Linked DNA regions of Mus musculus: region 1 is linked to region 2. Evidence: chromatin contacts called from public Hi-C data. All regions are on one chromosome and are shown on one strand. Each heading gives the region's core, a stretch centred on a gene start, on an enhancer-like site or on the middle of the called end of the contact. The rest is flanking DNA. Distances are from core to core; before and after follow the strand shown. Region 1 overlaps Samsn1 (SAM domain, SH3 domain and nuclear localization signals, 1). Region 2 has its middle 19 kb from the start of Hspa13.

Evidence for each region. A called contact is a pair of places that touch in the nucleus more often than the background predicts.
Region 1: a contact with region 2 is called in a Hi-C map of Th1 cells, with 5 times the contacts expected there. The contact joins two enhancer-like sites. A contact is called at or near these places in 2 of 15 datasets of contacts at CTCF or cohesin (CD8 T cells and the G1E-ER4 cell line), 10 of 484 Hi-C or Micro-C datasets (the Ba/F3 cell line, ECoMG-derived neutrophils, the G1E-ER4 cell line and 6 more) and 1 of 115 datasets of contacts at active chromatin or transcription factors (regulatory T cell precursor).

What each region holds. Positions count from the first base shown.
Region 1 is chr16:75,872,461-75,879,992 of GRCm38.p6, forward strand. It overlaps Samsn1 (SAM domain, SH3 domain and nuclear localization signals, 1), which reads right to left. Exons shown (of 8, transcript NM_023380.2): 4 at 6,637-6,766; 5 at 3,966-4,117; 6 at 986-1,192. Among named protein-coding and RNA genes, the nearest start is that of Samsn1, 33 kb to the right of the region's middle. Within about 2 kb of position 2,216, at least 16 of the 459 cell types and tissues checked have an H3K27ac peak or open chromatin away from gene starts, as enhancers often do. A contact at or near this core is called in Th1 cells, where this site is marked.
Region 2 is chr16:75,782,658-75,789,516 of GRCm38.p6, forward strand. No RefSeq gene overlaps it. Among named protein-coding and RNA genes, the nearest start is that of Hspa13, 19 kb to the left of the region's middle. Within about 2 kb of position 1,559, at least 4 of the 459 cell types and tissues checked have an H3K27ac peak or open chromatin away from gene starts, as enhancers often do. A contact at or near this core is called in Th1 cells, where this site is marked.

The sequences.
Region 1 (7,532 bases), core at 966-3,465, 90 kb after region 2:
CACTGTACGATAGAGGAACTTAAGCAGTATGTCATTGTGTTGATAGGAGAGTAACTTAGTAACTCAGAAACACCAATTAGGAAACATATCATTTATACTGTCCTGATGAATTACTTAGCTTATCAAAGGACTGACGAGTTCATTTTACAAATGGGATGTAAGACTGTGAATGGAATGAGACTGCGGTGCCCACCGCACTGTATGCTGCATTATACCATTTAACAAGAATTATTTCCTTTAAAATATATGAATGTAAGAGAAATCGGGTTATAATCAGATGATTGGGGTCCCGGTGGGGCCATGGGTTCACGTGACGTTCTTACAGAACACACCGTCCCCTGAATGGTCGCTACAGCTCCAGTGATCAGTGTTTCTTAGATTGCTATGGAGGTGCTTCTTTGCAGTCATTTTCTTTGCAGTTCATTTCAATTTCTCTATGCAAAAATTCAAGCTTCTTGTCATGTTTCTTCCCAGTCCCTCAGATTTCACTATATTCTTCCTATTCTCTTAATCATTCTCACTTTAAAAATTTTTGTTATCTCCTATCATATACAGGAGTAATAATATAAAATATATATATATATATATATATATATATATATATATATATCTATATATATATATCTATATATATATATATATATATATGAGAATCTCTGTGTGCATATTTTTTTCATTGCCACTTCTTTAATCTCTGTTGTCACTGGCTGCTAAGTACCTTTCAGGTTTAGTACAAAGGGTGCTACATAAAGTCTTATCCTTGCATAATAAAAGTGATAAGGGAGAAATAAGAACTGTTCTAGGAAATCAGGTTTACTATAATATATTATATAATGTATATTTAAATATATATTATAATGTAGATTTAAATATATATTATAATGTAGATTTAATATATAATAAATATAATATATATTTTTAGCAATCTTTCTCCACTATTCTATCCCCTTTTTAACAAAACCAAACAGACCAAAGATTTACTAACCTGAAGGTGAATCCTCTCTAAGAACTCCTGGATAGTCTGGTGGTTCTCTCTTCTCCTGCTTCTGGGGACCTTTATCTTCTTAGGAGCTGCTTCCTCTTCTAAGATAACATCCACATAAATAAATTTGAAGTTTCCCACTTTATTGTTCAGCATCCCTGTCCACATTCCCATTGGTGTTTTGCAGATAATGTCTATGATGTCTCCTTTCTAAGGATGAAGACAAAAACAAATCAAATAGTAATGTGTAAGAAGAAGGGAGCTGTTGAAACATAGAGAAACAAGGGTAATGTGCAAAAAAATCTGCAAACATTACAGAAATCCGTGTGAGTTCACTTCTTCAAGACAGTTTTCACAAGGTAGTGAAGAAAACACCAGCATGCTTGAAGATGCTTTTCTTGACCTTATATTAACTCACTAACTTACATTTGTAGAACAATATACATGATATATTAAATATACTGTTATATAGTACTCACTCATATGTGCTGGGTAAATAGTATGAGGGTATCAGATTATTGCTTCAAGCATTACATGAGTAGAAATGTTGACATTACATTAATTCTCAAGAGCCTGAACAAAGTTAATGATAGGGTCAGATTTTTATTTTACCCTCCTCAATCAATACAGGACTAAAGAATGAAAGCATCATTCAGTGTGATTTCTTAAAGGGGAGAAAGGGAAGAGAGAAACGGTAGACTGTCCATGGTTTTGGCTCATATGACACAACTCATTTACAGTACAAATTAAGTAATGTAAACTGTTTTCTCCGCATAATGAAAGTATAAGATTTACTAAATATGTAACAGAAGTACTCATGCAGCCAGGTATGCAGCTTGGTTCTTGAGGTACTGATGACTCTCTCCCTGTATGTGTCACATTAGCACTGAACTGTGACATGTGAGACCCATAGAGAAAGCTATTTCTTTGGCAGGGATAGAGCCCTAACATTCCAATCTACTCAGAATATAAAAGAGTTAATCTCTTTGGTCTGGCCAATCATTTAGTCATAGGACCACCCTTGGGAAGTGGGTTGATCTTAAGCCAAGATCAAGGAAAAAAGGGGAATAATGAGCTAGACTATTCTGACTTCTCTGAGATATCAACCCTAGTATAGGACTGCAGACAATTGCCCAGACCCATCTCAATTACTTAGAAAAGCAGAGCTCTGCCTTTTCATCTTCTTATCTCTCCTCTACGGGTGCTTTCCCTAATACTTTAGCTTCATTCTTTCCCTTATGTTCATCTCTACCATGTGGTTGCTTGTCTGCCTTATGGGTGACCTCTATACAGAGCTAACTCAAAGGGTGTGTCTCTCTCTGTTCCGCATCTTCTGCCTCTTCCCTGTAGCTGCTGAGACCTATAGCTTGCTGCCCTGGACTTCTTCTTTGTAAATTATAATCAAATTTCCCTTAATTTTGATTCCATTCTAAAATCATTTTATTAAAGGGACTAAGATCTCCACATCAGGACCATGATTTCCCAGGTAACATGATGACCTCACTGGGATTTCCCAAAATGTCTGATAGCATCAATAGGAGACATTATGTAGACCAAAAAAACCCAACCATAACTTTTAAAGTTTTCAAACACACATGAACTAGGCACATTGGCATGGCCAAGCCAACTAGTGTTTTGTATATTTATATCAAAAACTATATTTGGCCACAGGCTGCAGTTATTTACAACAGTAAAAATTTTTCTAGGAATATTCCTTTATGAAAAAATTTTATTTCTGGGCAATTAAGTGCCTATTTGTAAGTCATAGTTGTTCACTTGAGATGTAACTTTACATCCCCCACAGATGGGATCAATCCCAATACTTGCTGCTTTTAAGGCTCTACCCTTAAAGCTATGCTTAAATATCTATTTTCCTGCTGGTCTGTGAATGTACGATAGATGTAAAACACAATTGCACTTGTTATAGTCATTTAGAATAGAGTGTGATTGAAAGATGGTCTCTCTGATTTGAGATAGTATGTATGTCTGTCTGGGTGTAGGTCTTGGCATTTCCACTTCGTACTTAAGAGAATGGAATGGCAAGCCAGCTACCATCCACCAAGGAGACCAGCAAGTTCCCCAGAAGCACTAGTGAGTTTCTAGGAGTGCTAAGTCTTTACTGGGATTTTCCTATCATATTTAACTTCAAGGTCTTGTATCTCATATCTTTTAAACCTGCACATTTCATCAAAGCTGCCAGCTGACCCAGACAAAGACCCAGTCAGTTTCCTCCCAGTTTTAACTGTGGGATCTTTATCATGTTCTCTGAGAGCTGCAAAGAATCACCCCAGTACCACATGGATAGAGTTTCATAGAGAGATATGAGAAACTGTATTCTACCAACATCATGGGACCTTAAAGAAGGAGTTCTTGTCTCAGGGGATCTCACAGTTTAATTTGACAGCCTAATATCAGTGAGGGGTATCGTTGTACAGAAAACAGCTGAGCCATTCCTATCTAGGTTTAGGCCTGCAAAAAAAAAAAACCTGTGATTAAATAAGTACATGTTATTTGAATCCTCGGAGTTGAGGGTAATTTGTTTTAAGGAGAAATTTAGGAAAGGGTTGTCATTAAGGAAAGAAGTTCTGGTTTCTCATGGCAACACACTTAGGAAGAACCAGCCAAGTCTGGTTCCCCACAGCCTTGACTGTTGGCTTCCTGCCAGATCGTTCCTGTCCTCTCTCCCTCTTTTGCTTCATTGTTTTACTCTAGTATGTATCAGGTGGACATATCTAGCTGGCCACGTCTAAGAGCTGCAGAGTTCAAAACAGTGCAGAATTTGTATTCTCTAATGCTAACAGCCACAGTCGATAGGAGATTTACACCCTAGTTCATACTAAGTTCAAACTCTTCCTGCTATGAGCTAGTCCAACTTACTGTATCGAAAGAACATACATCTTTACTGGCAACTTCTGTTAGTCCCTAAAATCTATCATGCAACTAGTGTTTGATAAACCAGGAAGCATATGTAATGTTGGCCCACCTTGATTTTAAGGGAGTCGGTGTCATAGGGACTTGGCGTGAAGTCTGTGTGCACTTTGGCCCGGCCACAGAATGGCCCTGAGTAGGGGCTGTCATCATCCAGTCGGAAGCTGTCCCGATTACTTGTTCCATCTGAACAGCTTGTTATTCCACCTGACAAAGTAAAGGTTAACAGTTTGTAGCTTCCAAGGCTTTTAGCTTCCTGTACCATTACCTCAAACTGGAGCAACGGATGCCAGCCTTATGCAGTTCTCAGTCACATCCCTTCGGAAACCCTGTCTTGTAAGCTAGGTTTGATGCTTTCTTGCCAGTCTGAATACTCTAGATAGTCCTTATTCCAATACCATCTCATTTCAAAATATCTCCTCATTTGGATCTGATCTGCCTTAAAGGGCATTAAACAATCAATGCTCCACTTGCTAAGTTGGAGCAAAGAATAGATTCAAACTTTGACCTTGACAGATAATTTCCGAGTTGGAAACTATGAAAGAATTCAATAGAAACAGTTTAATCATTTTGTGTTGTTATTGATCATAAGTAATCAACACATGACATTTCAGAGTTCCATACAACTTATGTAATTGTGATTAAAAAGTCTTTCCAAGAATTCTTACTGTGTGCCAAAGACCATATGAAAGAAACATCTTTGCCTATAAACATCTTTGTGTGATACTTTTGTTTGCCACAGGGGTGGAGAGGAGAGTTGCCCACATGTGTGAACCTCCAAACTGTCTGGGTGCTTATTTTCTGGTCTCCCTTCCCTTCTGATCTTGAACTTCACTTGAGAAAAATAAAAAGTGAGCAAAGCAAACACAGAGAGCATTCCATCTTGCTCCATTTTGCTTCCCTTCTGTAGTGTCACAGCTGTTGGCAGTGAAAGTGCCTGGCTGTTTCTCCCACACTCACAGGCTCCTCACTTCCTCTTTCAGGTTGACCTTTTGCTGCTCAAGGAGGCAAGAGCGGCAGTTTCACTGCCGTGGATTTTGAAATAAGGCAAAAGTCCTGTAAGTTCCACATTGGGTGTGAATAGAAATGTAGCATGTGAGTGAAACACTATCTCCCCACACCTCCCTTCTGGATTAGTGTACGGGTGCTGGCTTTGCATGGTATGTTGGAATCATATAATTCTTCTCACATTCAGTATCACAACCTTGAATTTGAAAACTTCTAGCAGAACTGGATACTTATGAAATCTGAATGACACACACACTGCATCCTTAAAATGTGTCAGCATTAGCTTTTTACAACAAAATAGCTATTGTATAGCTAATATGAAGAAAATTGAGAATATTCAAAACATCTGTTCTTTGTGAGTCATCTTTGAATAACAGAAGTACTTGATTTAAAAACAACTGGAAAATAATCTTTGCAGAGACATTTGAAAGTCCTGAAGATACTGGACTGGAGCAAAGATAACAGTTTACTTATATAAAATATATGAGGCACCAGCACTATCAGTAGTTTCTTGTAACTGTTGTAGCATAAAATGTAACTGATGTTAAGTAATGTCCTTCTTAGACCAATAGCAGTGTTGATTCCACACTTATAGTTCCTGCTAATCTCCTTTCCCACCCCACTGGCGACGTATCTATCACACAGTATTATTCACTGCACCAGTCTCTACTTACTAACAGTAAATGGAAACGACAGAATTAAGGCAAATGTCCTGCACTTTGCAGAAAAGTAGGAAAAGAAAGAAAGAAAGAAGGAAAGAAACGAAAGAAAGAAAGAAAGAAAGAAAGAAAGAAAGAAGGAAAGAAAGAAAGGAAGGAAGAAAAGAAGGAAGGGCTGGGCAGTGGTGGCACAAACCTTTAATCCCAGCACTTGGGAGGCAAAGGCAGGCAGATTTCTTAGTTTGAGGCCAGCCTGCTCTACAGAGTGAGTTCCAGGACAGCTAGGGCTACACAGAGAAACCCTGTTTTGAAAAAAAAAAAAAGGAAGGAAGAAAGAAAGAAAGAAAGAAAGAAAGAAAGAAAGAAAGAAAGAAAGAAAGAAAGAAAGGAAGGAAGGAAGAAAGGAAGGAAGAAAGAAAGAAAGAACAAATAGAGAGAGAAAGACAGGCAGAAAAAAAGACAAAAAGAAAGACAGACAGACAGACAGAAATGAGTGGGGGAATGAGAGAGGGAGGAAAGAAAGGACAAAAAGAAAAAGAAAACAATCAAAGAAGGCCCATGGGAGAAAAATAAAGAATAGTCGTCTACTTCTCTATTTCAAATAATGTTATGTCTTTTGAATCAAGATAACACTACGTTCTTCAGAGCATAAAAGTTTTATATCAGACTTTGTTACCTAAAAGAACTTTTTGAGGCTACTGGTTATTTCATATTGTTGTTCCACAGGGCAGAGGGAGGGTATAGGGAACTTTCGGGATAGCATTTGAAATGTATATAAAGAAAATATCTAATAAATAAATAAATAGATAGATGAACTTTTTGAGGCATTGCACCAGATCCCTGTAGGCTATAGCATCAGAAATATGTTGTGCTATGTATCACAATCACTAGTAAGTCCATGTATAGTCAAGGCTCTAACCTTTCCAACTTCTCTATTGTCATGTATCTGGATCTTTGTTTCTAATTTGATAAACACCCTCAGAGTGAGCATTCACTGTTTTGAACTAGCTTATCCCAGGCTCCATGTCTGCCATGACACCTCTTACTCATTGGCCTTACTTGATGAACTCTGCCCACTGTAAAGACTGTCCATAGAGTCGCTGGCTTTGAGTGAGATCTTCTCTGTATGTGTTCCAATCATGGGATCACTGTTCCGATATGGGAGGGCTTCCTCTCCACTTTCTTCCTCCTTCAGGAGAAAAGGTATCAGAGGTTAAGTGTGCAGATCAGTTTTCCACAGACAGGTTCACTGTGTGCACTGACTCAACAAGCAAGATACATTTAAACAATAAAACACTCATGAATACATCAGCATAAAATATGAGGGTCATTAATCTTCAGTTCATTTTCTAGGAAAACAGTTAGAGGATACTTGGGAAAATTCCCTAGATGAGACATTACTTATTGTGGAATTCAACTGCAATTATAATGGTCTATATTTTTGCAAATAAAGATGAATATCATATCAAGATTACTTAGTCAGAAATGTGAGATGGAGTAGCATGAATGCTTTTTCTGCATAAAGTGCAGTTACTTTTCATGTTCTTCTTATCTGTTTGCCACCATTACTAATCCTTTGAGATCTGGTACTACAGCTTTAAACTCTGCACATTTGTTTCATGTCAGTTATTTGCACGCTACCAGATCACTAGATATGAATAAAACATGCTCACTTTGCAATTCTAAAGTCAGCCTTATCTAAGGAGCTTTACAAATCTCATACTGTGCTTGCCACCTAGTCAAGTGAAAACCAAATCTTGCATAAAATTAGAAAAGACAGACAATTTCAAAACAAATTGCATTTCCTTGAAAACATCTCAAATGTTTTCCATTTTTAGAAAGTTTGGACAAAGCCCTATGAATTTCTTAATGCTCATCTTTATGTAATTCAATAGTCTTATTTTTGAGCACTACTGAGCATTGATAAAACTCATAATATACATAGACTTAGTTTG
Region 2 (6,859 bases), core at 309-2,808:
TAAGTACAGCTCTTGCTCCTCCTCAAAGGAGCTTCTTTGTTCCCAACAGATTGAGAATATTATCAAAAATTGGTCAAAGTGCCAACCAAAAGTCACCATGGAGTGCCCATGTCTAAATGGACCTCTATAACATCACTCAGTCCCAAGGATCTGGGAAAAATCACAGAAGAGGGGCAGAAACTGGGAGAGCCTGAGAACTGGGAGGACTCCTGCAAAATAGTGTCTTCTACACATGACAGGGATGCTGTGCTACTCATTTCGGGCAGCACGATTGCAGAGGACCATTTTAGCCACATCTAGCATGGACAAGGAAGGAAAGGTTCACAGGCCCCATCCCCAGTTGAAGAGCCATAGGCCATCAGTAGCTGCTCAGAGAGGAAGGAGTTCTCTTCAGAAGTGAGACTTCTTACAGGTTGTTCATACCCAAGGAGCCAGTCCTATATTACATGTCATCAGCACTACCGAGGTTCAGCAGGAGATCTCTCTCTCTCTCTCTCTCTCTCTCTCTCTCTCTCTCTCTCTCTCTCTCTCTCTCTTTCTCTCTTTCTCTCTCTCTTTCTCTCTCTCTCTTTCTCTGTTTCTATCACTCTGTCTCTCTTCCTTTGTTTCTTCACTGAATGCACACGTGTGTGTGTTGTGTGTGAAATGATAATAATCATAAAAATATATGAATTAGGGAGGGTGAAGAAGAAGATTCATGAAGATTTAGAATGAAAAGCCTGCATATGATGTTGACAATAGAAACATTTAAAATATTTTTAAAGATGGCATGTTATAGTAAATTATAAAATCCATCTTCTGTCATGTACTTGAAAACAATTAAATAGAAAATGTGACATTGAAATAATGATAAGTGACTATATGTTTTTGTCGCACACAATAAATTAATATAGATTAAACTAACAAAATAATATAGTTTTCCACCACTATAATTGGAAGAGTAATATTATGACAAAAATATTTCAAACATTTTCAATTTTATATAATTTGAAAGTATTGAATACAGAATTCAAGTTGTTGGGTTTTTCTGTCACATGGAGTTATAGTGCATTGTTATAGTGCATTCTAATGTGGTAAGTCTGTATACTTAAGTCAAATCAGGTGATTCCATGAGGATAGAAAAAAGAAAGCAAACTAGCACATGTAGTTATTTTTCTCCTGAACAAAATATAATAGTTTGAAATGTCCACAAGTTCCTAAAAGGAAAAGTTCTGCCACAGTAACAGAAAGGCAGAGTCAAGCAATCCCCAGAGAATAAAGCACATCCATCTAGCGTGCAGTTTTCTAGAGTCCCCGTTCTGCAATTAAGCTTCTATTTAAGACTCATTCAGGAAGGGATACGGCAGGCCTTGGACACGAACTGAAACCCTTCAAGTTCCAGGACTCAGAGAAGTGGGTATACAGAAGAGGGAAAGCTCATCTCTCAGGATCCAGAAGGAATGGAATTTCCTCTACCTGGAACCGGAGGGAAAAAATAAAACAAGTGACAATGATAATTGTCTTGAGTACAAAGTAACAGGCCCACCTCTGCACGAAGTAACAGCCATTGACACACTTCATTATTAATTCCGAAATGACAGTCAAACTACAAACATTAGTCATAGGGCGGGGATACCTATAACTCTATAGCAGAATTCTTTGCAAAAACACTGAATTAGAAAACACAATCCAGGTTACACGGAAATCTGCCACTGCAATTTCTAAATGTGGGAGGAAGTAGGAAACTTTCAGAAAATTCACCAACTTAAAAGAACTGTAGAGTAAGTTTCTTTCTATAACACACACACACACACACACACACACACACAAACACACAAAACAGATGAAAGCTACAAGAAGTTAATATGGTTTATAAAAACTTTAGAATGGAACTTACGGGAAAAGGAATGTTTCATTTGTTCTACAACTGATAAAGTAAAAGATACTCACCAGAGAGATAAATCTAGATCCAGATGCCTCCAGAATTTTGGTATTCTTATCTCCATTATCTCTATCTCCTTTCCCAGATGTCTAACAATTTCATGTATAGATCCTTGTCCTACTTTCTCCCTTCGATTTCCCAAATGAAAGTTTGGTGCTTGTCTTTGTGGAACTGCCTTTCTGTCAGGTGTCTTATTTAGGGTTCTTGTTGCTCTGATGAAACACAGTGACCAAAAGCAGCTTGGGGAGGGAAGGGTTTATTTGGCTTACACTTCCATGTTGTAAGAATTGACTAAAGGAAGTCAGGACAGGAACATGAGCAGGACAGGAACCTGGAGGCAGTAGCTTAGGGAGAGGCCATGAAGGAGTGCTGCTGATTGGCTTGTTCCTTATGGTTTGCTCCACTTACAGCCCCACCCCCTGCTTTCCTAGCCTCTTCTCCACTTTCCACTCACCCCTCTTCAAAAATCTAGCAATTTCACTTTTACTTTCATGCCTTTTTTTTCTCCACTAGATATTTTTTTTTCATTTAGCAGGTTAATCTCTAGTTCCATTCATTTCCCTCGAAATGGCAAGACTTCACTCTTTTTTTCCTATTTTTTATTTGATATTTTCTTTATTTACATTTTAAATGTCAGCTCCTTTTGTAGTTTCCCCTCTGAAAACCCCCTATCCTCTCCCCCCTTCCCCTGCTCATCAACCCATCCACTCCTGCTTCCTGACCCTGGCATTTCCCCCACACTGGGGCATAGAACCTTCACAGGATCAGGGGTCTCTCCTCCCATTGATGACCGATTAGGCCATCTTCTCCTACATATGCAGCCAGAGCCATGAATTCCCCCATGTGTTTTCTTTGGTTGGTGGTTTACTCCCAGAGAGCTCTGGAGGTACTGGTTAGTTCATACTGTTGTTCCTCCTATGGGGTTACAAACCCTTTCAGCTCCTTGAGTCCTTTCTCTAGCTCCTTCATTGGGGACCCTATGCTCTGTCCAATACATGACTGTGAGCATCCACTTCTGTATTTGTCAGGCACTGGCAAAGCCTCTCAGGAGACAGCTATATTAGGCTCCTGTCAGCAAGCTCTTGTTGGCATCCACAATAGTGTCTGGGTTTGGTGGCTGTCTATAGAATGGACCCCCAGGTGGGACAGTTTCTAGATAGTCATTTCTTCAGTCTCTACTTCGCTTCACACTTTGTATCTGAAACTCCTTCCATGGGTATTTTGTTCCCCCTTCCAAGAAGGATCAAAGTATCTACACATTGTTCTTCCTTCTTGAGTTCCATGTGTTTTGCGAATTGTATCTTGGGTATTCCGAGCTTCTGGGCTAATATCCACTTATCAGTGAGTCCATATCATGTGTGTTCTTTTGTGATTGAGTTACCTCACTCAGATGCTGGCAAGGATGCAGAGAAAGAGGAATACTCCTCCATTGCTGGTGAGATTGCAAGCTGGTACAACCATTCTGGAAATCATTTTGGCGGTTCCTCAGAAAATTGGACATAGTAATGCCACTCCTGGGCATATACCCAGAAGATGCTCCAACATGTAATAAAGACACATGCTCCACTATGTTCATAGCATCCTTATTTATAATCGCCAGAAGCTGGAAAGAATCCAGATGTCCCTCAACAGAGGAATAGATACAGAAAATGTAGTACGTTTACACAATGGAGTACTATTCAGCTATTAACAGCAATGAATTTATAAAATTCCCAGGCAAAACTTTATTCTTTGTGGCTGAGTGAAACTCAGGAAAGTCACAACTGGCAGTGTGACTATCCAATGAACTTGCTTCTGTGACGCAAGCCTGTGGTGTTTTCAGCAATAGGTCTTAATATCAGGTTCTGGAGTGTAGCCAAGAATATTGGTATAAATATTATGGAAGGAACCACAACTACTTTCTGGTTGGATCTAAGGCCCTCTCCATGAGATGGAATTCATACTCCGATCCTGTTAAAATGGCCAAAATCCTTTGGCTAGATAGGTTATAGACCTAAGGGCCACCATAGTGCGGTTATTATTTAATTGGCTGTAGTATGATGACTTACTGCTTGTACCCTTTGGTCAGAGTATCTCAGTCCTCAACATTGAAGCTTCTCCTTGCCGTTGGTGGCAATTAACACGAAATTGTGCAGAGAATAAGAGACAAGTTCTTTAAAATTTAAAAATTGAACTATGCCCAGTGTGGTGGCACATGACTTTAATCCCAACACTTGGGAGGCAGAGGCAGGCAGATTTCTGAGTTTGAGGCCAGCCTGGTCTACAAAGTGAGTTCCAGGACAGCCAGGGCTACACAGAGAAACCCTGTCTCAAAAAATCAAAAATCCAAAAAAAAAACCAAAAACAACAACAACAACAAAAATTTGAACTACGTTTTCTATACATCCATACCTAAATTTATTATGACAATGTTTACTATTAGCTAAACATTAACAAATGAACAGATAAAGAAAATTTATATTCATTTTTGTTTCAGATATATCCTGAGGAACATCCCCTAAACACACACACACACACACACACACACACACACACACACACACATCTGTTCATGTCTTTCTGTAGTTTATCCCACCATCTTAGGGAAGTGCTCTAAAGTTTCAACACTAAGTCACACCTCGTTTTCATAATTAAGAATTTAAATGTCTTCCTTTAATAGTGGATTAGACAAATAAAGTATTAGCTATAGTAGATTAGAACAGTACAATTACTTCTCTTAACTCAATGGACTGTAGTAGAATCTTTACCTAATATTCAGTATGGCTCAGTGGATAAAGTACTTGTTATGTAAGTATAAAGCCAGATTTCAAATCCCCATAACCATATAGAGCTGAGCATAGTAGCACATGTCTGTAATTTCTTATCCACTATGAGAGGCAGAGACAGAAAGAAGAAATCAAACAAACAAACCAATCTCATTGCATGCTTAGCCTGATGTTTGCTGTATTGAGGAGAATGGGGGAGACAGAAACAGACAGAGACCAGCCCTGTGGGGCTGAAACAGTGATGGGTGCATCAGCACCCAGGCATGGATGGAGGAATTGCTGATGGTCTTCACCCTTCACTGATAAGCTACATGGTACCGATAGGATCCGTGAAAGGCAAGGTCATTGACCTTAGCTGTGTTTCCCTGGTGACTGCACTAGACTCGGATGCATGGCTTCAGCCTAGTGACACACTGAGTCACAACTAAATCCAGAACATGAAAATCTGGGATTGTGATGGATAAGAAAGTGGGAAGATTGACAATGATGGCCAAAAGGTAAGAGAAGGTAATGGCAGTGAAGTGACCACAATCCATCCTATTTATGTATGAAAATGTCAAAGAATTAATTACAATGACATTCTGTTTATATATATATATATATATATATATATATATATATATATATATATATACATATATATATATATATATCAAATGGATTTCAAAATGAGCACAGTAAATTCTCAGGCTTTTTGCCTTTCCCTGATGAAATATTTTCTAAGGTTTTAGTTTTGAGAGATTGGTAGTAAAATCTTCTGTCTTTAAAACATTATATTCTTGCATTAGTGTAGTGAGAGCAGACTATTCAATGAGTGGCCTTAGACATTTAAAAGTATCTATGGAAATATGTAAATCTAGATCCTTACCTCTCACTGTATAAAAAATACTTTTTACATAGTTAAAGAAGCTAAATGTGAAAAAATAGACATTTTAGAAAATATGCTCTGATTAGTCTTATAGGATACAACTTTACAATCTAATTGCACACAGAAATTTAAAGAGTGAGAGGTCAATATTTGTAAGTGTTCTCAGGATAATTAAGGGGTTATAGATCCTACATAGAATGATGAGACACCCATATTTTTCTAACAGTAAATAAAATTTAAAGGAACCGTCAAATTGGGGTTGAAGTATTACTGCTCTACTGATGGGATTGTAAATTCTAATACTTTGTACAAATGTTGGCAATATGTATTCTAAATTAATACCTATGACATAGCCAAGAAGGTCCACACATTCAATACTATCAATACCAATAAATATATTAAATTCTGATGCTTCCATCATTTTAAACCAACTCTGCAAGCTATGGTGGCATATGCCTACAGCCACACCATTCTGTTGAAGGCCAATAATGGAGCATCATACATTTGAGGTCAGCTTGGGGACCTAGTAAGACAAGATCTCAAAAACAAAAACACTCTGAAAACTCTTGTACAGAACAAAAGAAATAAGATATATAGGTGAGCAACATGTTGCTGTTTAGATAGCATTTCTTATTTGGCTCATGCAATATGAATGGATTACCATCAAAAGTACTCATCATTACCATTAGTACAGATGGGTTGAGTTATCCACTCAGAAGATATAGAGTGTGCAAATTAAAAATATTCCACTGTATGCAGCCGACAAGAAATTACATTAATTTAAAGATACATAGCTTGAAAGTGAGTAGTATAAAAAGATATGCAAACAATAACCAACTGAAAAGAGAGGGATCTACTTACCAGAAAAAAATAGATTTAAAACAATATTCTGATGAGACACAAGTTACTGCTGATGATTTAGCATAACAGTATTATAATTGAAATGATATATGCCCTAACATATCTTTTAAATATACAAAGAAAATATCAGGAAAAATCTGTATTGTGGATTTTAATACTCTGACAGTGGATAGCTCATTCAGACAGAAAATCAATAAGGAAATGTTGGGTTTTACCAATAGTTTAGAACAATTCAGACATAGCTTCCAGGCACTGAATATTGCAGCCAGCTTCAGCAGAATACACAGGCTTCTCAAACACACACCAACACTCTCTGAGAGAAATGATAAGTTAGGTCATAAAACAGCTCAATACAGCTAAGAAGATATAATTGTACTAAGTATATTCTCCAACCACAATGATATGAAATTAGAAATATAGAAGGAAACTTGGAAGAGCATTAAT